Linked DNA regions of Mus musculus: regions 1, 2 and 4 are each linked to region 3. A link is a contact called in public Hi-C and HiChIP or PLAC-seq data. All regions are on one chromosome and are shown on one strand. The core of a region is the stretch at or near the end of the contact, and the rest is flanking DNA. Distances in the headings are between cores, read along the strand shown. Region 1 holds the start of Nhsl1 (NHS-like 1). Region 2 holds the start of Hebp2 (heme binding protein 2). Region 3 holds the start of Txlnb (taxilin beta). Region 4 has its middle 220 kb from the start of Gm20125.

What was found. A called contact is a pair of places that touch in the nucleus more often than the background predicts. HiChIP or PLAC-seq counts read pairs in DNA pulled down with a chosen protein or histone mark.
Region 1: a contact with region 3 is called in an H3K27ac HiChIP or PLAC-seq map of embryonic stem cells, with 5 times the contacts expected there. The contact joins the promoter of Nhsl1 here to the promoter of Txlnb in region 3. A contact is called at or near these places in 1 of 39 promoter capture datasets (the C10 cell line) and 1 of 115 datasets of contacts at active chromatin or transcription factors (embryonic stem cells).
Region 2: an H3K27ac HiChIP or PLAC-seq map of embryonic stem cells shows a contact between it and region 3, with 4 times the contacts expected there. The contact joins the promoter of Hebp2 here to the promoter of Txlnb in region 3. A contact is called at or near these places in 6 of 39 promoter capture datasets (the C10 cell line, cranial neural crest, liver and 3 more) and 1 of 115 datasets of contacts at active chromatin or transcription factors (embryonic stem cells).
Region 4: a Hi-C map of bone marrow-derived macrophages shows a contact between it and region 3, with 11 read pairs. The contact joins the enhancer-like site here to the promoter of Txlnb in region 3. A contact is called at or near these places in 3 of 39 promoter capture datasets (hippocampal neurons, liver and pre-B cells) and 1 of 484 Hi-C or Micro-C datasets (bone marrow-derived macrophages).

The regions. Positions count from the first base shown.
Region 1 is chr10:18,403,569-18,410,678 of GRCm38.p6, reverse strand. Nhsl1 (NHS-like 1) reads right to left here and starts at 3,004. Exons shown (of 7, transcript NM_173390.3): 1 at 2,165-3,004. The coding sequence starts at 2,366.
Region 2 is chr10:18,541,466-18,548,539 of GRCm38.p6, reverse strand. It overlaps Hebp2 (heme binding protein 2), which reads left to right and starts at 2,464. Exons shown (of 4, transcript NM_019487.3): 1 at 2,464-2,846; 2 at 3,327-3,462; 3 at 4,095-4,275. The coding sequence starts at 2,745.
Region 3 is chr10:17,791,743-17,798,818 of GRCm38.p6, reverse strand. Txlnb (taxilin beta) reads right to left here and starts at 2,600. Exons shown (of 10, transcript NM_138628.3): 1 at 2,398-2,600. It overlaps Gm20655 (a long non-coding RNA gene), which reads left to right. Exons shown (of 5, transcript XR_871470.3): 2 at 1-5,865.
Region 4 is chr10:16,871,561-16,877,983 of GRCm38.p6, reverse strand. No RefSeq gene overlaps it. Among named protein-coding and RNA genes, the nearest start is that of Gm20125, 220 kb to the left of the region's middle. Within about 2 kb of position 3,668, at least 22 of the 459 cell types and tissues checked have an H3K27ac peak or open chromatin away from gene starts, as enhancers often do. A contact at or near this core is called in bone marrow-derived macrophages, where this site is marked.

The DNA.
Region 1 (7,110 bases), core at 1,755-4,254, 610 kb before region 3:
ATTCATGTTCTGAGAGTTAGAGATGGAAGTCACCGCACACTCCCATCATACCAGTAAGTCTTAGGTGCTTTTTCATCTGTGACCCTATCTTAGTGGTCACCCACCGCAGTGGCTGCTAATTCAAGTAGTACAGATTCAGCTTCTTTGCTATTCATCAGAATAAAAACCCAAACCTTGCATGATTTTCCTTAAAGATGGTTCCTCTTTTGATCTACTAGCATAAACAAATGTCACATCTACATTTCTCCAGAGGAAAGGCTTATGATGAATAAAGACCAACTGTTAGAGCATGCCCCTAGGACAGTCTGTCAAGGATGAGAGCCAACTTGTCTTCTGTAAGCTAAACATGGAAACAATGCAATTCTGTGATTTGTAATGTACAGGCAGCTTTTTACGGATTTCCCCTAACTCCATATGTCAAAATGATAATATTTACTCTGGGGCAATTATTTCTAAGAACCTATAAATGTACATGCTGTAGTAAGCCCCCATTTAGATACAGGAGGCTACAGTGCCCTATTACATGAAGGGATAAAAGGCACGTATTGTAAATAAACAAGTCCTGCCTTCCTTTAGAACTTGCCCTTGCCCTCCACAATGACTTCTTTATTTTCTACAAGTCAAGTATACACTACTTGCTTCACTTTCCAACTAAACCTAAGGCATACAAATTCAGTCTCTCCCTTTAATGTTAACTTACATGAACCATGGACAGTGAAAGTCCTAAAGAAAGCCACATGGTCACACGTAGACACTCTCCAACAGAAACCTGATAGCACTTGGTTTGAAGCAAAGTACGTTCTGAGAAGCAACTTCTGGCAAAGGCTAAAGGGAGTCAAGAGTGTACCCCCTTGTAACCACAGCACCATGGTGTCCACCCTACAGACTTGTCTGGTTCAAACATAACCAAAACCACAGCTTATTCCTGATTTAGAAAAGTAGTTCCCAGATGTGAACTACCCAGCTTCATCCAGAAAGCAAATGCCTGTTTTGATACTGGTAATTACACAGTGTGAACTCAAAGCCAGGTTTCAAAGCTCAGCATGAGTAGACCACTGGTAACCAACCAACTCCTTGATACAATAGCTGGCATCTTTAAAAAATATTAACCAGCCCTTCCTCTGCCAGTTCAACAGACAAACACAATCCAGTTAACATCCATTGTCCTTGTAAAAGAGCTGTGTTTTAATCCTCAGAGTGCACAGAGTGACCGTGTACCCAGAGCATGCAGGTTAGTTAATTCTTACATTTCTGCAGTTTGGGTTCCCAAAAGAGAGGGAAGAAAGAATAGGTCCCTGAGATGTTCTAGCAAGGTTTCCCTTGGCAAAGGGAGAACACAGTAAACAAGTCAGTCCTGAACAGTGTCTGGCCTAGGCTCCTTTGTAACACACAGGAGTGCTTCCCTGCTGAACTCTGGACAACATCCAATGAAGAAACCATTTCAGAGCTAAACAGTTCAGTCCCTACACCAGACATCCTAATAGGCAGACGTTAGAAAGTCTATATAGAAAATAGGGAGTGTTATAAAAGCCTAGGATGTGCCCATGTCCTCCAGCAGGACTATAGTCTTCCTCACCTTCCAGGGGGTCTAACATGCTAATCCTGAGAACAGACACCAGCGCTGGTCTGACAAGGAACTTGACAGAAATCCAAAACTCTTTTGGCCAAGGTAAACCCCTTGTGTCCATTTTCCTCCGTGTCACACTCAACACCTGTCTAAGTCACACATTCACCAAACCCATTCATCTTCTCAGAAGAACGCCGCAAAAAGACACAAACCCTCAAGCTTTGTCAGAGCACTTACTGGAAAGAGCTCATGACTTGGCCCAGACCAGATGATTCCATCTGGGGTGACAGCGTCTTACTGACTTATCCAAGTCACAGGCGAGCATGGACTGGGGAAGAGGGGAGAGCACCTGCGGCAAACAACAGCTATTTAACCTTCTGGGAAGGCTACACGGTCTCAAGCTGGATCTTGGCGGAGCAGTTTTTATTTCAGACGTGTAAACAAATGAATGGTACTTAGCTCCAGCACAAAAAAAAACAAATAAGGAACTCCTGATGGAGCAGGAGAGGACGTGACAGGAAAGCACCGGCAGGAACAAAGAATTCTATAGAGCAAACTTTTAAAAAGATGTTTAAATTAAGAATAAAATCAAGTCACCTTTTCTGGGCTGGGTCCTGTATATCCAGTTCTCATCATCGGCTTCCACCTGGTGCCCACAAACGGACAGCTCTCCATCACTGCGGAACAGCCTCTTTGTCTGCCTGGACAGGGAGGAGAAATTTATCCAACTCACAGCACGTGAGAGGGAGCCTGGGCTTGCCTTGATTCCGAAGGAACCTGAGGAGCCGTCCTTTTTCATCTTCTTTCACATCAAAATCCTCTAGAGACAAAGGGCAGCCCAACAAACAAAATGCTGGCTTTTTAGAATTGGCCGGGATCCTTGAAAGGGGCCTGCCCCTTCCCTCTTAACGCTGAGAGTCGGGCAGGCTTTGTGCTTCTGCGTGCCCGATTAAAAGGAAAATGAAGGATTAAAGATAAATTTTTTAAGAAAATGGTTTACTCTAGACACATTGTAGCACCAATTTCTGGCGGGAGGTCCTCAGGCAAAAATAAAAATAATAATAAATAGAAGTACAAGCTTTAGAAAAATAAACAGTACAGTCATTTCAGACACACTTGCCAAGACTTTGTGAAGAAGAGCCAAGGTACCCCGACTCTTGGCTGCATGGCTAGCATCCCTAAAGGTAATCCTACGCCTCTCCAGGGCATCTTTCCCTCTTAAGGCAGACAGCCAGGCTTCCGGAGCTAACTCCTCACCCTGCAGAAAAAGATCCAGCGTCAAGCAGGCCCCTAGTTTAAAGTTCACCCACACAGGTTACTCAGGAGAAATCAAAGGGTTCGGCTCTGTTGTCCCGGCCCAGGGAAGAATCATAAACCGCCCACTTGCCCTCCTTCCCGTCTGGGAAGCGCTCCTAGCCGCAGGACTCCACAAACAATAAAACAGGCTGCGTGGCTATCGCTTGGATTACAGAGTAAGCACTCCTGCGAAAGATGATAGGCTTGCCCGACACTGAAGGCACCTCATTGGAGACAGAGAGCCCCGCCCCTCCACAGACCGTACTTCAGTGGTAGCTCAAACTTCTGAACTCCTGCAAAGCAATGGAAAAGCAAGCCTGTGCAGAACGTAGACGTCTCTCTGCAGATCACAAAAAAGATTTTGATTGCTGACTACTGGACCCACTTCTGAAAAAGGGTGATCACCAGAAGCGCTTTTAATGTGGTTTCTAGTCCCGAATTCCGGGGGTGGGGGTGGGGACACGGGTTAAGGAATGCCGCGATTAAGGATAAGGTAAGCAGTTTCACTTCACTTCCTGCTTTCAGCAAAGGTGAAACGCAGCCATGTGTGCACCTGTTTCTGCCTCCCCTTCTGCAGCCAGCAGGCAGAATATGGGGAGGTAGAGGCAGGAGGAACTCCTAGATCAAGGGCAGCCTTGTCTACAAGGTGAGTTCCAGGAGAGCCAGGGCTAGCTACACAGGGAAACCCTGTTCCAGAGAACAAACAGTTCTAAAGGCAAACTTTGTGTCTCAAGTCTACCCTGACTCTCTGAGACGGAATGACGGAGTTCTTCAAGCATGCCAGGGCTGGGGCGTTCGCTGAAGAAGTTCCAGAGCAAAGTGTCCCCAAGACAGTAGACTCTCATGCTACACAAGAAGACACTGGGACTGAAGAGGCAACTGAGAAAACAGCCGTCAGCACTAATGAGGCCAGAAAAGCTAAAGGGTTCTCAAGAGACCATGATGCCTAAATGCCTCAGGTTACAGACAGATGAACTCAAGCCCACACATACCCCATGCCAGAGCAGTGGTCAGGGATGGGAAGCAGACAGCACGGGGTCTGAAGTTCTCGGCTACTGGGTGTGCTGGTCCTACCTACCTCAGCTCTTAATTTTCAGTGATGTGTCTACACTGACCATTATTACAAGTGCAGAGACGATAGAGCTGCCAGGCCCAGTGGTGCACACCCATCTTCCTGATATTGAAGAGGTAAATGCAGAGAACTGACTTCCACTCTATGTAGAGCAGCCAGCCTGGGCTAGGTGACATCCAGTCTCAAGAAAACAAGAAGTAAAAAGAATTAAAAATATAAAAATGAGGAGTTTTTAAGAGCACCTCAGAAAAAATGTGAACGAGCCTTCTACTTAGCAAGACAGAGCTCCTGCCCTCTAAGAGTGCATGGGCACCAAACAACGTGCACAAGTCTCTCTAACCTGCTGTCCACACCTTCCTTATAGCTGCACTGTAATTCACATTTATAATTTAAAGGTATCTAAGCTTCATAATGAACCCCTTGCTGTGCCTGATACACCTTGATACACCTGAGACAGCTGAATCCTCTTGGCCTGGGTGCACAGTCTCAGTGCACCCAGTCCAGTACCCAGTACTGGACTCAGTACTCCTCACATGGCCCCAGCCTTGCACACATCTGGCAGAACCTAACGGAGGAGCAAGGAGAAAACTCACTATGAGCAACCAAGAGAAATAACTGGCTTATCAGAGCCAAGACTCAAGACTGTCCCTTAAAGTTGTTTACATTTATACAGAAGCTGAAATTATTTGCCAAAAAAACAATTTTACCCTAAATGTAGGCATGCTAACAAACTGGATTTCACTCTTTTTTTAAAAAAAAAAAATATTTATTTTATGTGAGTATACTGTAGCTGTAGAAGAGTGCGCATCAGATCCTGTTACAGATGGTTGTGAGCTACCATGCAGTTGCTGGGAATTGAACTCAGGACCTCTGGAAGAGCAATCAGTCAGTGCTCTTAACTGCTGAACTATCTCTCCAGCCCACAAACTGGATTTCTAAAAACTGTTCCTACAAACCACAAAACAGAATTGATTAACCAATCCTCCATGTACTGCCTAATCTATGGCTTAGGTCAGTGGTTTTCAATCTGTGGGTCTTAACCTCCTTGGGGTCACATATCAGATATACTGCATATCAGATATTTACATTATGATTCATAATAGTAGCAAAATAAGTTATAAAGCAGCAATGAAATCATTTTATGGTTGGAGGTCACCACGACACGAGGAAATGCATTAAAGGGTCGTGGTATTAGGAAGGTTGAGAATCACTGGCTTAGATGATTGAATATTTGCTAATACAAAGAAAATCACAAACATTAATTTGTTAATTAATTGGATCAAAGTTGCTACTGGCCAACAGCAAATACAATGGTTCTCGTCCGCCCCGGAGGTCACAGCTTTCTTCATGCTCCAGGTGGGTTCCAGCTATCTTAGAAGAGCCTAAGTGGGCTGCCTCAGAAGCCACCACACTCATTCATTTAGCAATGACCAAGAACACACACCTTAATCAATGGACTATTTACCCAGAGCCATGGGTACTGGGTACCTCGCAACTCACACGTACACAGTGTGGTAATCTTCATAATATTGCTATTGAGGAGTAGGGTACCTTAGAGTATCACTGGCTTGCTCTAGTAACTCCAGTCAGAATCTTCATCAGCATTGCAAAATGTTATCATCTAACCACCCCTCCCCCACCCCTCCCCCACCTCCCCGCTCCCCATGAAAGGCTCTGAGAGCATATCCCTCACCCTCTCAGACCTTTTAGACAGACCTGCTGAACAGATTTGACTCTGCTACTCACTGTGCTGTGTCTTCCCATGTACCCTCCTGCCAGCAGCAGCAGGCTGCCACACTGCAAGGTCTGCCGTCATCATCCTTGTGTGTGTGTGTGTGTGTGTGTGTGTGTGTGTGTGTATCAATACTGCTCCCTACCACTCTGCCTCAGCTGTGCTTCACGCACCAGGAAAACAGATAAACAAGCTCTCTGAAATTATATGTTTAGTGGGAGTCTGAGGCCCCGCAGGATGAAATGCACAGCTTTGATACAAGGCTGTGTCGCAGCTGCCTCCCTCGCACCCCCTTGCCCTTTACTTGTGTGGCTGAAGCCCAAAGGTCAGATGGCTGGATAATGATGCCAGGATGGGTCTGTATGCAGCTCGTGACTGATTACCTCTTTTATTTTACGTCTTGCCCCTTTTGGGTCACTTGCCAATCACTACTAACAATACTAGGAAAAAATGTATTATTTCAGGAATAATTTAAAAAATAACATTATCTATAAAAACTGAGAGGCACCAAAACATATTAGGGAAAGTCGTACAACCATCTTCCTGAGTCAATGCCCATGAATTTAAAGGCATTTATTTTTTTACCAAGAGTCAGTGGGGTAGGGTGGATACATTTAGAAGCCTTTTGCTTTTCCTGTATCAATATATACCAGCATCCTTAAAATGGAAGGGAGTCAAAGTTTTCCATGAAATAAAAATTGTTAAACATGGCAGGATATACTATGAAACAAACTCCTCCTCTAATCAGGCATGAAATTACCCTACTTGCCATCTGTGGAAAATGCCAGCCAAGAGGAGGAATTCATTTCAAGTGCCATGAGTTCTTTTGGCTTCTAAGTGACTTCTAGTTTCCATGTGAAGCTCATCTGTTCTGTTGAAGCAAGGAGGGAAGGGAGGGGAGAAGAGGCCGGCAGAGAACAGTGCTGGGTTGTTGACTGGGTGGGTATGCTTGGTCACCCTGGACAGTAATAGGGAGCCGATCTGAAGGCTTTAGAACAGAGACAAAAGGGGCAGGAGACACACACAGCAGTAGACAGCTTGAACTGGGGGAGGGAAAGAACAGAGCAATGTGTCCCTTATCGCATTACCACCCAAATCTCCCAGACGAGGACCCTCAGGGACTTTTTACTTCTGGAAAAGGGTAGAGTAGGTCCCAACTGTCACTTCTTATGAATAATTTAAGAGCAGAGTTAAGTGAAAATCTTTCTGGGCAGTAATTTGTACACACTAATAATTCAAGTCTATCTCCACGGGCAAACTGAGAGAACTTTTAGTCTGATTTGAGGAATGGGTGTTTAGTTTTTGCTTGGTTAGTATGGTGTTTGTTTAAGTAAAGTGGGGTTTTAAGTAGTCTAGTTTGGGCTCAAACTCCCTACATAGCCAACAATGACCTGGAACTTCTCATATACCTCTCTGTACCACCCAAGTCCTGGGATGGCCCCA
Region 2 (7,074 bases), core at 1,215-3,714, 750 kb before region 3:
AACACTGTAAAACAGTGAATTCCAAGAATAGAAATCACATCTACAAAGCAAGTTGTATATACACAAAATACTTACAGGAAAACTGGAGAGGATGCAGGTAAATAGAGTATCAAATGGTTCAAGAACAACTTAGCAGTTCACAAGAACCTGTATACAATTTGTATCCTCTCCCTCTCCCCCCCCCCTCCTTCCTCCACCCTTCCCTACACAAAAGCTGACAATAGTCCAAGTTGAAACAATACAAATCATCATACATTGATAAACAAACTGCTTATAAAAATCCTTATTTGACCATTAAAAAATGTGTATGACATGCATGAACCCTGAAGATACTTTAAGCAAAGGCAGTTAGTCACACAGAGCATCCCACAGTGTGGTTCTTCTATATGAAGTGTCTGAGCGCTAGGCGTGGACTCAGTAAATCTGGGACACTTTTACACCATCCTGGCTCTTTGACATTTTCTAGAGATGACCCGTGGTCAATCAGCAGGATGGGAGGTGCAGGGTGGGTAGGCCCCTCTGCTTTATTTTGTTTTTGGTTTCCAATCAAACCACAAAGATAAGTTCAAGTTACTAGTTTCTTGGAGCATGGCTCTAGGAGTTGGGTGTGCCCCAGTTTGCTTTCTGATGCTGCCATAAAACACTATCCAAAAGTGACTCGGGGAAGAAAGTGTTTATTTGGCTTACATTTCCATACCACAGTCTATCACTGAGTGATATCAGCAAACTGTGGGCAAGAACTGAAGCAGAGACCACGCAGGGAAGAGTGCTGCCTGTTCCCAGACTCACCTTCAGCTACCTTTCTTTTTGCTTTTCTTTCAAGACAGGGTCTCTCTACACCACCCTAGCTGTCTTGGAACTCACTGTAAAGACCAGGCTGGCCTCCAACTCACAGAGATCTGGCTAACCGTCTCCCCAGTGTGGTGCTGGCATTAAGAGCATCTATGCCACCATGCCCAGCCCCAGCTACACTTCCCAGAACCAGTTGTTCCAGGTGGCACCACCCACAGTTTGCTGGGCCCGTCCACATTAATCATTCATCAGAGAGAATGCCCCATTGACTTGCCTACAAACCAATCTGTTGAAGGCAGGTGTGTTCTCTGTTGAAGTTTCCTCTTCACGTATGACCCGGATTTATGCCAAACTGACAAAAAAAAAAAAAAAAAAAAAAAAAAAGCAAACAAAACAGAACTAACTAGCACAGGGGCTTAGAACATGCTAAAGGCTGAGGGGGGAGATCATTAAAAGATGGGCTAGCATTGTAATTGCTGCAAAACTCCATAAATATAATTGAAAGCCATTAAGTAGTTCACTTTACTATTATTACTGATTCTCTGTTTTTGAGGCATTCGGATATAGCTAAGAGGGGGTGGGGGTGGGGCAAGTGGCTTCAATTTTTGTGTGTAGTCAAGGGTCACTTAGAATTTCTGGGTTTCCTGCTTCCAAACTCACAGTTCTAGGATTACAGGGGTACACCACAATGCCTGGTTTATTAAATAGTAGAGGTATGTTAAAACATATACATGTAATTAAAAATAAAACTGAAAAAAATTCCAGCATGGGGGAGGGATGTCTCTGGAGTACTCCTGAGAATTCTTTATCAGTAACGGGTTGCTGGGACCTAGAGACTCATTTCTTTTTAGGAGTGTGAGCATGGGTTTTCAGTGCCTCAGTGATAGACTCCAGCCTAAGTGCATGTGAGTTGAACTAGCTGAATCCAGTGAGCTAAATAAATACTCAAAGAATTTTGGAAGGAAGATGTGATGGGGTGGAGGTGGGGTGGAGAGTGGGGTTTCAGGAGTTGAGGGGAGAGAGGGGCAGGTGGATATGATCAAGATAAATTGTATATCGGTATAACATTTTAAAAGAAAAAAGAGATGAATTATATATAAATTTATTTCAATAAATCTTTTGGAAAAAGTATGAAGCCTAGCCAAAATATCTAAAGAGCACTAGTGTGTGCTCTGGCCCGTCCTCCAGGGCTGACTGGAGGACTCAGATGGTTTCAGTAGCCCAAGACACAACACACACACACACACACACACACACACACACACACACACACACACACACACACATTGCTCTCCCCAAAGATGCTGGGTCTCCATTGACTTTCCACATTGAGCAAACCTGAAAACTGTGGGCCCTGGCTGCCCTTCTAGTATAAATCAGTCTGCGGATCCCAATTTGGACTCCAGGATCTAAGGGCAGCAGGAGTCAGAGTCCTGAGTGCTAGCTGCTAGAGGTCTTGGAGCTCCGCTGCGAAGTCTTGGGGCAGGCGATTTTCTTTTGTGAGGGTGGGGAGGAAGCTGATTTTGCAGAGGCGCTGGCAGCGTTTTCAATGTAGGGAGAGGCTCCCTGAATGGGTGCCCGGACTGGTTCCACAGAAACCGAGCTAGGAGCTGCTCAGTCCTCCGCCCACCACTGCCCACAATCCAGTTCTGCAAAACATCAGCTAGGTGGGAGGGACTCTGCAGAGGACCTAGATGACCCAGGGCCAGCCGGCCGATCCTGATCAGTCTGATCAGCTAGCTGATCCTGACCTTATCCCTGCAGAGGGGTGTGGCCAGGGCTGGCGCAAGCCTGAGGTTGGTCGCGACGCCGCCTTGTGGCTCAGACCGAGAATGTCCTACGGACCCGCAGTAAGGGCTGCAGGGCCGAGCGTGCGCCGGTGGGGAGGGGACTCAGAACAGGGTGGCCGGTGAACACAAACAGGGCGCGCCCCTCCCAAGCTGCCCTTACTCATGGCAGAGGAGCCGGAGCCAGACCTCGGGGTGGCCGAGGGCTCAGAGGATCAGGCCTTGGAGATGCCGAGCTGGAAAGCTCCGGAGGACATAGACCCCCAGGTAGGCGTCTTCCAGGGCCCGCAAAGATTCATCTGGGCTACTTTACCGTGATATGAAGAGTCCCCTAGAGTTAAGTTAAAATATATATATATATATATATATATATATATATACTATTTTAGATCTGCGCGAACCAGGAGATGCGTTGTTTAGCTGACCCCAGGAGAGAGTCATACATCCACTTCCTGTCCGCGGAGCGGGTGGGGTAGGGAGAAACTGGTTACTACTACACAGACCCAGCGCTTCGATTTAAGAAAAGCTTGTAATCTGTCCTTAGGGCAGTATCTGCTCTCCAACCCGTAGGGAAACCTCAGGAGAGTCCATGCTTGTCCTAAAGAACGGGAACCTCAGGCTAGACCTTGGGGGGAGAGGGTTGCAGCTCTCCTGTATTGGGGACTCTCACCTCCTGACGTTCATGAGTTGCTGCTTGTTCATGAGTTCATGAGTTACTTCTCTTAAGTTTTCTCTGTACCATTTTAGCCAGGAAGTTATGAGATCCGGCACTACGGACCGGCTAAGTGGGTCAGCACTTGCGTGGAGTCCCTGGACTGGGATTCAGCCATCCAGACTGGTTTCACAAAATTGAATGGCTACATTCAAGGCAAAAATGAGAAAGGTAAAAGTAGCCTCCGAGATGCTGCGATTACTGAGTTTTAGTCTCCTGAAGAATTCTGTTTTGTAATAGACGAATAACCAGATGACTGAAACTCTAATGTTTTTATTCACGATTGGCTTCAAGAACTTTAGTGTAGCTACAGTAGAGTGTTGCTGGGTTCTGCTTGTCAAGGTCTATACTTTCCTCATTTTTTTTTTTTTTTCCTAGATGAAATGGGACTCTACCTAGGGAGAAGTCCTTTCCTGTGCCAAATGCCTCTAATAGTGATATCAAGGGACAGGAAAATGCAAGGGCATGAGCCTCAAGTTGTGTGTGTGTGTGTGTGTAATTTTGCAAGTCTCTTCGCCTTAGGACCACAATTTCTGAGATATAGAGAAAAATAATTGGCCCATGTTTTCTGTGATTTCTTCTTTATGTTTAAAAATATAGAATTTATTAACCCAAGAAAACACTACAGAAAATTGTTTAATGTAGAGTAATGTGTCATTCTACCACTACCCCTTTATAAAAGAAAAACAAAAACAAAAAGATGAGACATATCAAGGGTACATATTTATAGTGGTAATGTAAAGGAAATCAAGAAACATCAGCCATAATATGCTAAAATTGCTTTCATTTTTTCCATGACGTAGAGATGAAAATCAAGCTGACAGCCCCCGTGACAAGCTACGTGGAGCCCGGCTCAAGTCCTTTCAGTGAGTCTACCATTACGATTTCCCTGTACATCCCCTCTGAGCAGCAACCCGATCCACCCAGGCCTTCAGAGTCAGATGTCTTCATTGAAGACAGAGCTGAAATGACGGTGTTCGTGCGGTAAGTGGTAGATAATTCACAGCCATGCTGCCTGCCGGCCTGCTGGCTGCTGGTTTTACCTGTGTGCATTCACCAGTCCACAAGCATCTCACCCTTCCATAAGAACCGTCTACTAGATTTCAGGATGTTTTCCTGCTGTCTTGGTTTTAAAATGTCACTGAAGTCTATTGCAAGATAGAATCCATTTATTGAGAAGTCTATTATATATCTTCCACATATAAAACATAGCACAAATTGTATCACTTGAAACATAGGACTATCCTTTCCTACAAAATAGATAGATCTGAACAATAATGCCTTCAAAAAACAGCATATGGTGTCTGTCCTAGTCTGTTTGGGCAGGCACAACGAATACTATAGACTCTGTGGCTTACCACAAACACAAGTTTGCTTTTTGTAGTTCTTTCTAGAAGCTAGGTTCAAGGTCAAGGCACTTACAGTTTTAGTGACTGGCTAGGGGCCATTTCCTGATTCATATAAGCACATTTGACCCTCTTTTGTAAGGGTGATAATTCCTTTCTTAAGGGCTCAGTCCCCCCCAGGATCTAACCACCCTCCAGAGGCTCTTTAAACTATCCCATTTGTGATTAGGAGTTTGATATGAATTTGAGAGAGACAGGCATTCAGTCCACAGCATTCTGTTCCTAACTGAAGAAACTTTGTGTCTTTCTCACTCACAAAAATGCATCCAGTCACATTTTACCAGCCCTAGAATCTTAGCCTATTTCAGCATTGACTCAAAAGACTCATTTAAATAACATTCAAATAAAATCTGGCTTGAGACTCAAAGCATGACTTATCTCAAAGCAAATTCTCTCTAGCTGTGGGCCTGTAAAAGTCAAACAAGCTATGGGCTTGTTTGTACAACATTGTGACATGCAAAGGAGGAACATCCCCTTTCAAATGGAAACCATAGAGAAGGAAAACTAACGGGCCTCAGTCAAGGCTTTAGATCTCTTTCTTGTCTCAAGGCTCTGCCTGCCAGGGTCTATTGGAATGAGATGGATGTTGGATCCCCAAAGTTTTCCTGGACAGGAATTGGGCCCTTGATACCTGACATATCTGAGTCTCATGATTCTGGATACCCCCAAGCCCAGCAAAGTTGTTAGGTTTAGAATCACCTCCTTGAGATGCTACCAGGCTACAAGTGCATACCAATCACTCTTCTGATCTGGTGTCTCCTCTCCCACAGGTCCATTAGGGAAGGCTGTAGTGGGGAGCGTCTGGGGTGGCCCAGCCCTTGCTATTGCCCTCTGCCAAAGTGCATTTGGGCATAAGGAGACATTGTTGAATACGGTAGACATGGGCTTTGCTCTTCTTTGAAAAGGGCAGCCAGACTGATTTCATTTTTACATCAGCACATTTATAATAAAACATATACCAATGAAGCATGCTAAAAATACTTTTTGCTTCTGTTTCTTAACTTTCTGTGTAAAAATCACGGTCCTTGCATGTCCTGTACTTTTGCAGGTCAGTGTGCTAGTGCGATTTAATCCCGGGATGCTTTCTTTTTAAAGAAAAAAATATGTATATGTATTTTAATTACTTAATTGATTGGTTAATTATTTTATTACACTACAGATTTTATTCTCTTCATGGCCCACCCTCCAACTGTTCCACATCCCATACCTCCTCCCTGCCCCTCTCCCCCACCCTCCCTGTCTTCACGAGAATGTTCTCACGCCCCTCCCCAGGATACTTTCATGTGTGCAGTTTATTAAACTTCTATTCTCTTTCCCATTCCTTGTAGCAGCTCTATCCCTCTACTCTGTCCTGTCTCTTTGCCTCTGTTTATATCCAAATCTCAGCAGGTTCCTTTCTGCTCAGCATCCTGTCCATGATCCCAGAAGGCCATGGGCTACTATGTCACGTTCTGGCTTCTGACTTCAGCTCTCATTTTAGACCTCATTTTGTGCCTCGTTCTGACAATGCTTTACAATTTTGTCATTTCCATTTTTCTTTCTTCGTTTGGGAAAATCATCCTTCATTGCAAGACCAACTCAAAAGACACCCATTAGCATGGACTGAATCCTTAGGATTTCTCAGAGCCCTTTGGTCCTCTGTTAGAGTACTTAGATGTTTAGATAATGCTGTCAAAATGTTGACCTCATCCACTGGGCTATGAATGTATAGACACCAAAACTATATCGTGTTTATCTGTAACCCACTGTGTACTCTTTGACCAGAAGAGAAAGAAGGGGGAGGCATTTTAGTGAATGTCTGACTCGGGTCTGTGGACACACTCTTATAATCCCAGGTAGTTGGGAAGCTGAGATAGAAGTTAACTTAAGCCTGAGAGTTTAGACACAGCCTAAGCAACTGAGGCTCCATCTCAAAAGTATGCAGCAACACTAGTAGAACAAATGCAACACAGCACAGTGAAGTCAGGCATGATGGTATTCTTCCATAACACTACATTGGAGTGGATGAGTTATGAGGATTGTGAGTTTGAGTCTTGCCCCCGCTACACAGTGCTGCTAAAGGTTGCCTGGGCTATATAGCAAGACTCTGTGCTGCATGGTGTCTTTCAGAGCAGCCTGAATTGTATAGGAGAGAACAAAGGGAGGAAGAGAAGGGGGTGGGAGGGAGACAGGGGACTTGGCTGTGGAAGAGGAGCAAGCATGTGAGGGGGCTTCTGAATGGTTCTCTAAATTGCTGCATTGGTATGTTTCTGGGGAGTTCCTAGGAATGGCGATCAGGTTGTATGCTAGACATGCACAATGTACATTTTCATAAGGCTCTAGGGTGAGTTTTGTATATATTAGTCCACCCAAGAAGATGTAAGTTCCAAATCTGTCA
Region 3 (7,076 bases), core at 1,351-3,850:
TCAGGTATAGACCTCACAGTCCTTAAAAGTGCTTGCACATAGACATTTTCATGCAAAGTTTAATTTTTATTTAACTTTTAATTTAATATTTAATACAGGAACCATTCTGATTACTAAAAATAATTCGTAACAGTTACATCCATAAGCTATTTTTCAATCTTTAGGTAAAAAGTTTAACTTGTGTATTTTACTACATTATTAGGTAAAATTGCTTTTCTAGTGTTTTCTCCCTGATAATAAGCAACATGCAATTATCAATCAGAAAAAAAAGGGTTTTTGAACTTCAGATTAATGTTTTTTAATTAAAACAGGGAATGAGAAATGTATAAATAAGTCAGTAATATGAATGAATGATGATGATCCTTAGAAATATATTTTCATATGTATATATGTGTATGAGTATTTTCACACATATGTGTATGTGTGTGTGTGTGTGTGTGTACATGCAGAGGCCAGAGAAGGATGTCTGGTGTCACATCCATCTTCTACCTTTAAAACAAGAGCCTCTCACTGAACCTGGCACTAGGATGGCAGTCAGCAAGCCCCAGTTATCCTCCTGCCTCTGTCCCTAACAGCACTGTAATTGCATGCTCATTTGACTGCATCCAAGTTTCCACATGGTTGTCAGGATCAGAACTCTAATCCTTACGCTTGTATAGCAAGCAGTTTTGCTCACTGAGCCATCTCGCCAGCCCACATATAATACTAACTCCTTAAATTTCTATAACATTCTTTTACTCTAGAAACTGACTTCATCTTTGAAGTAAAAAGATGATAATTTTCTAACTTAAAAAGTTCTAGGAAAATGTAAGAATTTTAAGACATAGCAATGTATATCTTAAGCTAGAAAAATAATTCAAATGCAATATGGACTCAAACCAGGCATGCTGGGGCATGTCTACTTCTTATTTGTAAAAGGAAGGCAAGTCAGGCGTTCAAGGTCATTGTCAGCTACACAGAGTCCCTAGCCTGCCTCTGCTATATAATCCTGTCTCCCAGCAGCAACAACATCAACAACAACACCCACATAATAGTAGAGCCTCTGGGAAATATGGAACAACACAGCACATTGCATTAGAGACTCCGGGCTTTGCTCCTACCATGCTGAGGGGCGGAGAGATTTGGCTTAGGGTTTAACTTCTGGTGCGTTTTGTTTACAAATAGAACGCAATAGTTATGCTGCTAACTAATAGCATAAAACTATGGCAGCGTTCCCTAGCTTCACGGGTCGTGCGGTTGTGTTGGCATGTCAGTGGAAACAAAAACATGCTGTGTTATCAACTGCATAGCTTCCTTGGCTCATTTTTAGGGCAAGTGTCAAGCACTTGAATGTAGTAGGTGTTGAACACTTGACTGCCAACCCGAGAGTGGAAGACACAGTGTGGAGACAGTCCCCACCCACCTGTGGCTCCCCCAGGACTTAGGAGGAAGGTCATTCCTTTTAATTCAATCACTTGGTTATCACACAATGTGGCTGCGTCTCCACCACTGCAATCGAGAGCCTGACCTCCGCTCGCCATGCTCTCTGCTATATATAACTCCTGCCTCCCCCAAGCACACAGAGAGACACGTGTCACCTGCTGCCCTGCCAGAAGTTATTTTAAGTTCTTCTAAAATGAGTTCTGACATTTAGCCCTTCATCCCTAAAGTCAAGAGAATAGGCTCTCAGTCAGACTAAAAATTGTGACCATTTACTGGTTTGAATCCATATGTGAACTTTTAAGTGTAGGGGAGATTATCATTGGGTGAGATCTGAAGTCAATCAAAGTTCAAAGCAGTTATTTCAAACAGTCCACGGGCATTTTACTGTGGTTAGGCTACATGAAAATGTTCACGTGATCTATTCAAGCTTAGGTCTATGGATATTCTTTAAATTCCTGTTCCACATTAGTTGATGTGTGTGTGTGTGTGTGTGTGTGTGTGTGTGTGTGTGTGTGTGTCAGTCTCAGCACCTCAAATGCTCCACTGATGTGCAGTATCTCCAAACTCCAACCTTCTTTTAAAACAGTAACCTATTTTGTTTAGAGGACAATTTACTTCTTTAAGACACCTCAGAACAAACTAACAAGAAGGAAAACCAAATATAAACAAAGTCAAAGAACCTTAAAATCGTCCTTTTTGTAGCAAAGTTTCTTCTCACAAAGAAACTCTAAAATCTGTCTTTTACAAACTTTATTGGCTCTGTGCCCCTCCGGGAAGGAGGAATGTTTCCCCTGTGCTAGCTGTGGCTGCTCACACACGCACACGCACCATCCCTTCCTGATCCACCCGCTGTCTTGTGAAGTTGAACAATGGAAAGCCCTTCTACCATTTGCTGGCGTCTGTAACTTTTGAACACTACAGACTACAGGCTACAGGCTGCCCCTCAGGGCTTGGGGAAGTGTTTGTCATACTTACCAGAAGGAAGGGAGCTAAGCAGGAAGAGAAAAGAGAGGAAAGAGGTGGTAGAGTCAGAGGAGGAGCAGCAGCAGCAGCAGCAGCAGCAGCAGGAACAGGCAGCAGGGCTGAGTTCTTACAAGGAGGGAGAAACTGCACACACACACACACACACACACACACACACACACACACACACACACACGCCCACAAAAGGAGGGGGCGGGGAAGGAAACACCCGTGACGCAGCAAGAAAGAAGTCTGCCTGTGCTTCAGTAGGTGTCGCCAGGGGAGTATCCTTTGAAAGAAAAGCAGCTGGTGAATTGTGAGACTCTCCATGTTTAGCCCTCTTTAAAATTCAAACCCAGATGAATGGCCTCCTGGTGCGGTTTTCTGACATTGTTGTTATTTTGGAACACATCAGGAGTGTTTTTATTTCTTGGTTTATCTCCGTGGGGTTTATGATTCAACCCTGGATTAGTTAGTATCAGGTTTCTTTTAGGAACCACCAAAGATGCGGTGTGGCACAGCACAGGAGAAGTGGCAGAGACACTAATTCTGAGGACACTGCTTTCTTGTGGTTGTTACTATTGTTTTTGCAAAGTTTGAAATGCACATTTAGGTGGCTTTTGGAACTGTGGTTTAGGTAGTCTTTGCATGTGTGCTGTGTCCAGAGCTGACATCTCATCAGCTTGTTCATCCTAAAAATGCCTTCCTAGGGCCTAGAGGCAGAGGTAGGTGGCTCTCTGTGACTTCAAGGCCAGCCTGGTCAATATGGTGACTTCCAGGACAGTCAGAGGAACGGCTTAATATCCTGTGTAAAAGAAACAAGGATTAGCTTGTTAGCTTCCTCCTAACTCATAGCCATTCATGGGTGCCTTAAGCTTTCTGGGGAATGTATTTCCATGTTTTACCAAAACAGATTTAGTCTTGGCACAGCATCTCTGAGAATTTAGTCACCCCAAAGACATCCAGCCCTTGAATCTGGCACTTTACGTGTAGAGGGGACTTGCAGATGTGGTCAAGGATTGTGGGGTGGAGAGTCATCTAGAATGATCTGAGGGTGACCACTAATCACAGAGTCCTTATAAATGAGGCAAGCAGGCTGAGAATCAGATCAGATCTGTCGATCTAAGTGGGGTGTGTCATGGAGTAAGGTCCTGCGTCGAGGAGCATAAGAAGCCTTAGAAGCTGGGAAGGCAACAAAACACTCTTCTCTCAAGCCTCCAGAGGGATGCAGCCACACCAACAGCTTCACCTCAGACCCCATGGAACTCATTTTGGACTTTGACCTCCAGCACTGTAAAGGAGTAAGTTCACGTTTTTTAAAAAGCCTCTACCTCAGTGTCAGATTGTTAAAGGGAATGAAACGGAAGCTAACGTGCACCCCACTCCCAAGTGCTTCCCTACTTCCTGAGCTCGGGGTGCTGTAAGTCACAATCACAGAAAGGGCTGAAAAGGGGTGCAGGAAAGGCATGATGGGAAGAAGCAGCCTGAGAAGGAGAAACTCTGACAGAGACACTGCAGTGACTGTTAATCCTGGGATTTGCCAGAGAAAAAACCCCAAGTCCACCAGCTCCGGGCAAATTAAAGCTAGCTTTATTAAATATTAAATACTGACCACCAAATCCTCGACTTTAATCAGGACCATTCCCTGGAGTTTCTCAGCTGGAATGGCCTTGAGCCTGTGTAGCAGGGATTTATAAGGATGACCTATAGGCCATCATAGTTTCCTATGAGGCTTTGTTATTTTCTGAGAACTACAACTCCCAGCATTCCCGGAAGTTACCTGGTCCTTGGGCAACTGGGGTTTACAGGTTAATTTCGGGCCTTTCATGGCAAACACAATGAAACTGGTGAAAGAAAATAATATTCTCTCCTTAATCCTCACATCGTGAATATTCGGTTAACACCACAAATCAGAAGACAGCACATCCTGGATTGGAGCAATCAACTCAATCAGATCTCCAAGTGCAGATCAGTTCTAAACAATTTTAAATAAGGTACTGTTAGGGTACATTTTGTGAAGGTATGTTTCTGTGTCATCAATTGTTTAACGGGTACCTGCAGAGAGCTAAGTACTCGTCGCATCTTGGTATTGTTGTTTCCGTGGCCCATCGCCAGCCTCATATTTTTGCAAACATTCATCCTTCCTTCCTTGCCTATTGGATGTAATAAAAAACTGATGGCCAATAGCTGAGCAGGGACTAGGAGGCGGCACTTCCAGGCAGAGATAGGAACTTCGGGAGAAGCAATCAAATGCAGGAGGTTCATCAGGGATCACAGAAGGGATGATTCAGGCCGGAGCAGAGAGGTAGACCTGGCCATGTGACAAGATGTAGGCCAGAATTAGTCAGCTAGAGTCGTTGGGAGACTGCCAAGCTGAGGCATTAAAATATTATTGACTCCATGTCATTATTTATACAGCTGGGGGTGGGGTCCATGAAAAGTCCCACTTTGAGGTGCAGGCCCTTTTAACAAAATAGTTTCCATTGAAACTAATGGAAGAGGAAATCTAATGACAGGACTGTCTTATTATGTTATTGTGTGTATATATACATACAATATGTACTAACATGAAAACAGGCATAGCTTTCTTATACCTGTCCCTTTCTTTTCTCCCTGCCACTCCATAGGGTTTCTCTGTAAGTTTCAAAGTGAGTGCCCACTTTTTAGACAAGACTAGCCTGCAACTCAGAGAGACCTGCCTGCCTCTGCCTCTCAAGTGCTGGGATTAAAGGCGTGTGCCACCACCACCTGGCTAACCTTTCTTAGAGTTATTATAAAATATACATTTTCATATATGTATCACTTTAAAATTCCACAAAACTGAATCACAGAATGACCCAACTCTCTCTAAAGATATTTGCATAGGAGTTGTGTGTTGCTAAACACCATTAATGCTAGTTCCCTAGGGTTTTTGTTGCTGTTGTTGTAAACATCCTATGATATTTTAAATGTCAGGTGTGGTTCAGTCAGCTGCTTGACTGATTGACAGCTGACATATTCTCTACCTTAACGTGGCTGTGTGGAGTAAGAGGCATCTCAACTCTTAAACACAAAACAAAACAAAACAAAACAAAACAAAACAAAACAAACAAACAAACTTCTCTGGCCCTCCAGGAATCACATAACTTCAGCTTCACTAACAATTGTGATCAGGATTGGAACTGACGCCAACAAGGTCTGCTTTGGGAGACCATGCTCCAGCCGGGACCTCTTCCCACACAATCTGTCTAAGATTTGGAAGACTCTAGATAACAAGGCTAGACAAACCTTGGTGAGCTCAGCATCTCCTCCTGCTGTGACTCAGAAAAAAAAAAAAAAGTCCAGTGACTGGTGGACGGGGAACCGATCATTGGTCTTTGTGTAGGGCTTGAGTCAGGTGGAATCCGGAGCTGCATATGTGGAACTAGGAGTGGTGGAATCAGACTGAACATGTGCATCTGGGCCCCTCTTCTGGCTGCTTAAACAGACTACTCTTTTCAGGTGAGTCTGCGTAACTTCCACCATGCTCTGTTCCCTGGTATTACAACATTTGGCTCTAATAAAGTCTTCTCTTGAGTGGTGTCTTTGGCTGATTGGGATTTTTATCACAAGTAGGATAGGTTGGGATGGTTAGGAATGTCAAGTCCTCAGGTATTCTAACTGTGGCTTTAGCTATGCTGGTATGGATGGAGGCTGCCAAGAATTCCAGAGCGATGAGCCCTGATACCCAAGGCTCCAAGCTATATCTATAAGAGTCAGCTGAAAGAGGTCAGAGCACTACCAAGGACAGAATCTGTAAGAGATTAAGGATATTGAGGGTACTGGGGGACAGCAGGGAAGCCAAGACTATGGAAGACAAAGGAAAAGAGACTCTGAAGAGCCAGAGGCAGGAGCCAAGATTATAAGGATTGTGAGACACAGTTCCTGGAAGAGTTAGAAACAACTTCTGATGGTAAGGAGCTGAGACTGCCAACACCAAAATTTAGGAGATGTCACACGTGCTGTGTTGGTGCTTTAAGAGCAACTGGCATTTCACCTTGAGTAGTTAGAACAATAACCTTCTGGCTCAGACAGCTTGAAATCATTGAGGAGAGGGCTCTCCCAGTCCAAAGGGAAGACAGCATAGCACGACCAGTGTCTAGGTGTGCATGTGTGATTCTGTCGCAACTCTGTAATACAGACCACACAATCACAACATACCTTACCATGTAAGGGAGATAAGAGGGAACTAATGAAACAGCTGGACTTGGAGCTCAGCCTTTAGACATGAGCCGACTTCACCAGTGCTGGCATGAAAAAAGTACTGTTTTCTGCTTGAAAACTTCAGTGTGTCCTGTCTCAGAATTCTGTTGCATCGTAAGTCTCTAGTATTCAAGACTTGGGGCCTTCTGTCTCAGGTTTTAAAGTCCAGTTTGTGAGTGTTAGAAACTCAACTAAAGGAACTGTTCCATTGCTCTCTTGTTCTAGAGAGAGGAAACGAATCTCCAGTTATTGGCTTATTGACAAAACCAATAAATATTATTCAAATTGTCAGTGTTGATTTACATGACAGATAATAGTTGCTAAACCCAAATTGTAATGTGGAACATGAATAGAGTGTCGCCACTAGTCAGTCTGAGCACCTCCTATTTTTCTGCAATGCACAGTGGGAAATGGTTCAATTTCCTCCACATCTGATCCGTTAAAATTATTACATATGGTTTGTTCATACA
Region 4 (6,423 bases), core at 2,419-4,918, 920 kb after region 3:
CCAGTCTATAGAATGCTGAGTGTGGGTCACATTGTTCTGCCAAGTCAATCAGAAGGATCAGAAGGTAAAGTTCTTGATCTGGCATCCTAGTTAGTTCTGGTGCTGATAATAGGATGTAGGAAAGAAAGCCTTGATGAAGTGAACTGAGTGGGGAGAAAGCACAGTATCAGCCTAGCCCCACAGCAGGGCTTCTGAATATGAGAAGTGGGAGTAGAGACCAGGGATGCCAGGCATTCCTCTTCATGTCTAATAATGTTAAGATTACATTTGAAGGCTAAAGGGTGCCAACTCTGCTTGTAGAATCTGGTAAACATGTAGTCAACTCAAAAAGAAATTAATGTAACTAAGTAGTTTACTCAGGGATTTGATTTTTAATAAACTATTGAATGGTTTTTAAATTTTTTTATTGATTTATAGAGATTTAGAAAAATACTATAGAGGCTTCTCATGCAACCTTAATCCAGTTTTCTCCCAAGGAGTTTGGTCTCACATAAATATAGTACAATGCACAGTGCAACAAGCTAGCATCTTACTAAGCACATGTGCTTCTGTGTCATTTTATCCCATGTGCAGTTCTGTGCAAGAACTACTTCAATCATGAAAAGCAGGTATTTCACAACTACAAAAATATCTTTCATGCCATATTTTCATAGTTATTTTATTCCCTCTTTTCCCTCCAAGTAGCCTCAATAGTTGGCAACCTTTGATCTCTGTTCCATTTCTAGAACTCTGTCTTTCTTATTTTGTTAGATTAATTAAATATATAGTATGTAACCTTTTTGATTGGGTTGTTCAGTCAATTAATTGGATTTTGTCCTCAGCATAATGTCCTGAGATCTATGTGAACGTTGAACCGGTCAATAATTAATTGCATTATTGTTGTTGAATACTATGCCATGGTTCTGAATGTATAATATCTAGTTTAAATATTCAGCTATTAAACAGTGTCTTTACTATTAATATTTCTTTCTATTTTAATTTTATGGCACAGGTTCTTGCCATCTGTTCCAGAATTCCTTCCTGGTACTTGCTTTGTAGTCCTGGCTGGCTTTGAACTCACGGTAAGGCTTCCTAGGTGCTAGGATTACAGGCAGTATTTAGCTATTAAAAATGAAGTTATATTCATGTACTATGATGGAGTTCAAGATTTTATTTCTTGGGGTCAAAGTAATGCATAAGGATGTCCTTGTTACATTGTATGGATCTTGTACATTTTGTTTTCTGTGAAACTATTTGTTTTCCAGGATGGCTCTATTATCATTCTTTATATCATTTCATTTCTGATTAGCGAAGAACAAGGGATTCTATTTTGTTTACATTTGGCCTGCGTTTGTTCTAAAAGATTTAAGCATTTTAGCCATTTTGATGAATATGTTTATCATCACAATATTGCTGTAGTGAGTTTGGCTAATTGCTAGAGATGGGGAACGTGGTTATATATGTGTTCATTCATTCTTGTGCGGCCTTGGATGAACTAGGTCTTTAGGGTTTTACTCATTGTCTAATTACATTTTTATTTTAATATCAGATTTTGAGTTTTTTATTCAAGTCAGGTGAGTTATTTGTCAGATGTGAGACCTGGAAATATTTTCACATTGTGTATTCTCTTTTACACCCACTTGATAGGTAGGGTCTTTTGAAAGACAAAGATTTGAATTAAGGTGACAAATTTTGGAGGCAAATACTTTTAATTTTGATTTAAAAAGTTTTTTGATCATACTTTTATGTTAAATAACTAGTTTGATACCAAAATCAGCTCAAAATGGGTTCTAAAATAAAATGTAAAATGTTATAATTTATATATCACAGAAAGACTTTCTATGTAAAGCTTATTTGTTTCTCTTATTTCCTTGATTTGATAACACAGGAATGCAAGAAAATATAGGCTGTACAAGTGTCATCCAAAATTCTGAAATAGGAAATAGTCTATAATTCAAAACAATTAAAAACCATCTTGATAGCACAATGGAAATTTCTAGGCAATGCTTTATATGATAAGGGGTAGTCAGAAGTTAAGCATAAAAAATTGCAAGACATCATCTTTACTCTGGATGTATGGGTCATAAAAATGCTAGCATTGTGTTTATAATTGCTGTCTATCTTTAATATATCTTATTATATATAAATGGAAGTGTTCTAAATGCCATGAGGACTTTTGACTTCCAACCATTTTATAAAGGCATATCCAACCTATATTCATTGTCATTGGAAATAACTTACATGGACAAATTGTCATTTAAGAATAACTAATTAGCATAGATTTCTTTCACAAGGTTAATTTGGAATCTTGATTATATGTTGTAATCCTCGAATAGTTAGGATATTTAAGCTTAATTGATTACTCGTGTAGGATAAAGAGTTATAGTATTGATGGCAGTGGTCCCAGGCATTTTTCATTATAAAGACACAAACCTTGTCAGTCATAATGTTTGTAGGATATAAGATGATTTTAACTTTTCTACTAAGAGGAGAAACTATGGAAAAACTACTTTTTTGAGGTATAAATTGTTTATTGGAGATACTGGTGAACAATGTGCTCAGTGCAGTTTAGGGAAAGGTGTGGGTCTTTTCTGTCTGTCTGTCTTCCTTTCTTTTCTTTTCTTTTTTGCTTCTTTTTTAAACCACAGAAGCCTTTCTATAGAGGAGGCAGAATAATCTGCTGTAATATGTTCAAGGCCAAACTGAAAGGAAGGAAGTAGCTTTTCCTTCCTCTTTAAGCTGTATTTATAACTTCTATTTTTTTTTTTTTAAATTTGGCTATCTGGTATGGAAATTTTAAAAACTTGAGCTCCACAGAAATAAAAATGTCCTGGATGGGTCATTGATGATAAGAATACTAGTTCATCTCCTCACAGCAAACACTAGAATTTTAATTGGGCCACTTCTTTTTGCAAACATAATTAATAAAGGTGTTGGAGGAATATTGATCTGGAAATTAATTCTTAGACTCTCCTTTAATGGACAGTGCTTAATCCAAAAGCACTATAACTTTTATAAGCAAGGTATCATACATTTTGGTGGTTTTTGAAAAGTAATTGTAGACTAACAATTTTCAAAATTGGGATTAAACAAAATAGATATAATTAAACACTAAACGAAAATTACGGCTGACAGAAGACTGGAGTTAATTGCAATCATTGGGGGCCAGAATTACGTTCTTCTGGTTAGAATATTGACAGAATTTCTCAATAAATCATTCAGAAAACTAAGGGGAAGCAGGAGTATAGATGAGCTGTTGCCAGGCTAATCATGAAGATCATGTATATTGTAAAGACTGGGATACTATAGTTGGATGGTCACATTGGACAGGGGTGGGAGACTGGGATACTATAGTTGGATGGTCATATTGGTCACATTGGACCTGGGGTGAGAGAGGCAGAGGATTGTTTATTACTCCTGACATTTTAGTGGAAATTGAAACATATTTTTAAGAGCAAGCATCCCTTGGGTCAATGGTAACAGGTATCACGGAATTTATTAAATCTCAGTAGAATTGTTTCCATCATTTCTTTGCAAAGAATTTGTTAGATGTAACATTTTCCAGAAGTACTGGGAAAATGTACTCTTTGTGCCAAAAATAAGAGTGAAATTGACTTGAAGCAGAAAGTCCCCATCCCAGCTGAGGAAATGCAAAAAGTAAACAAAGGGTATAAATAGCAGAAGAATGCAAGTCTGTGGTTAGCAATGACGTCTGGATGTCCAGTTTAACATTCTGCATTCTATTCCCAACCCTAGTTACAAACTGAATGAAATTTTAGCGATGCAAATATCCCCACATTTGGATTCTTTTTTAGTTATGTGAACTTTCCATGGGTATTTCATCCTGAATATTTTCAGCTTTGAATCATTGAAATGATGTGTTTGTCAAAAGTAGCCCAAGTTGTCTTTCACTTTGCCATTAGGAATAAGGTTGCATGCTCAACTTCAGCATCCTTAACAACTTTCCTGTGAGTTTTATTTCCCAATCCTGAATCATGATGATGCCACTGTCAATTTCAACTGGAAAAGTCTTTTTTGGGAATGTGTAAGCATTTCTGTTGCGTCCTTTGTGTTTGTTCTTAGTCTGTAGCCTTCAGGATGACTTATTTTCAAATACAACAGATCAAAACCCAATGGGAATGAAAGTTTACAAGGTTTCCCTGGAAATATTTCTGATAGGAAGTATTCACAGAGTTCAGTCATTTTGTACTTTCTTGTATTTAAAAGACTTTTTTAAAAAATTGAAGATAATATCAATAGTCAATAATATAATATTTTGAAAATGTGATTAACTGTGTATGTATATTTTAAATAGAGTAATTTTGAATATCTTAAAGGACCACCATATAATGACATAGGCAGATAATTTTGTGATTAAAAGTCCCTTGAAACATAAAGTTGTCGCTTTTCATAATCTAGATTTGAAACTGCAATGACATTAGCTCTGTACATATGTGTAGTTTCAAACAGTTCATGAAAAGACTTAGGCTACACTGGTTTCACAGCAAGATGAAGCTAGGAGGTGTTAAATGTTTCAGTCTCACACTGAGCCATTATCTGCTTTTTGGCCACATGTCTCCTACAAAGAATACATTGAAAGAACAGGCATTTCAACTAAAATTCCTTGAATTAATATATTTTTTTACAACTATACTACATTTTCTCTATCCTTTTCTGAATCTATTGTACTTTATAGTTAATGCTCTTAATAAAGTAAATAAATATCATTGTTCTGACTGAACATAGAAATTATCTTGATTGTATGTATGAATTTTATATATGAGAATCCAAACTCTTGAGATCATCATATCTTTGTATAATAAACTGCAACCTACAAGTGGAGCTATAAAAGCAGGTACTGGTTTTATAAGCAATCAAGCCATTCTTTAGAACTCTATTGGGTGTCCTTCCTTTCTGAAGCAATCTGACAATTTCTTAGAAAATTTGATTGCAAAATACATGTAATTGCATATTGATTTTATAAGTTATATACAATAGCTTTTACATGATAGATCAACAAAAGCTGCTTTGTGCTTCAGAATATCTTTTGAACTTCCTTGGTCAGTCTATCTATCTATCTATCTATCTATCTATCTATCTATCTATCTATCTATCTATCACCTACATATGTGTCTATATATAATCTACCTAGTTACATTATTATCAATTAAATATATTATCTATCTATTCAAAATTACCTTTATGTTTGCTCAAATTAAAATTGCTAGAGTTGTAGCCAGATGTGATGCTTCAGGAATGTATTCCCAGAACTTTGGAAATATAATCAGGATTATGAGGGGAAAAAAGCGGAAAAGAAAAAACAGCCTTGACTGAAAACCAATTCTGAGGCCAAAATTAGCTACATGAAAATGTATCACGAAATACAAACATACATACAAGCATACACACAAACAAACAAAAATCGCTGATGTAAAGACTTATGCAGCATCAGTTTACTGGATGGAAATTACATAGACCTCCTTGCCCTTAGTTTTTATTTATCTGAAGTGAGGTTTGTTTCATTGTACTTCAGATGATATGAGTGCTTTCTGTCAGCATTGTTTTTGCTATAATTCATAGATATTTGCTTAATTGATCTTCCATTCACATTTTAACAAACAATTTTCATCTATATTGACAAAACCTTGTAAAATCTTCTTTCTATGGTTGCTTCAGCAATTGCAGAATGTTAATGTCCCCAGAACTCAGATTCTCTCTGTGAATTCTAGTTCTCAAATTGGTGGTATTAGAAGGTAGAGCTCTTACCAATGGTATTAGTGTCCTTCTAAAAGACAACCCACAATCCATGTGTTAACCCAGTAGAAAGCTGATTATTACCAAACCAGGCTCGCAGAAGTCTTTAAATCTACTTGTATCTTCTTGAGGTACTGGTAGAGATAAATGTTAATTATTGATAATTTACAAGGTCTTGTTTTTTTGTTTTGTTTTGTTTTTAAAATAGCAACTATAATACCTGAAGACAACCTCTAAATAAATTATGTAAATTCCTCAAATACATCTGATGAAACGTTAATTGGTAAGATCACTCTAAAATTTGTATATGGAAGGGAGATTTTGACTGTACCATTCTTGTCTCATACTTTCCTCTAAAAATATTAATCTGTGATGCTAGTGGCTTCAAAAAAAGTCAGCCCTAGGACTAGAACATGTTTCTTCTTATTTTAGCTCCTGAAATTTTCACCCAAACTGATTATGTTCATTAATAAAATGGTGAAAGAATTGGACCCAGGTACTCTGTTGTTTTCTCTTTTTTTACCAGTTATTTTATTTATTTACATTTCAAATATTATCCCTCCTTCCCAGTTTCCCCTCTACAAACCCTCTATCCCCTCCAACCCCTGTCTCTATGAGGGTATTCCTCCCACCCTACCCCACCCCTAGCAAATCCTTTCCTTCTTCAGTGCCCTAGAAATCCTCTACCTT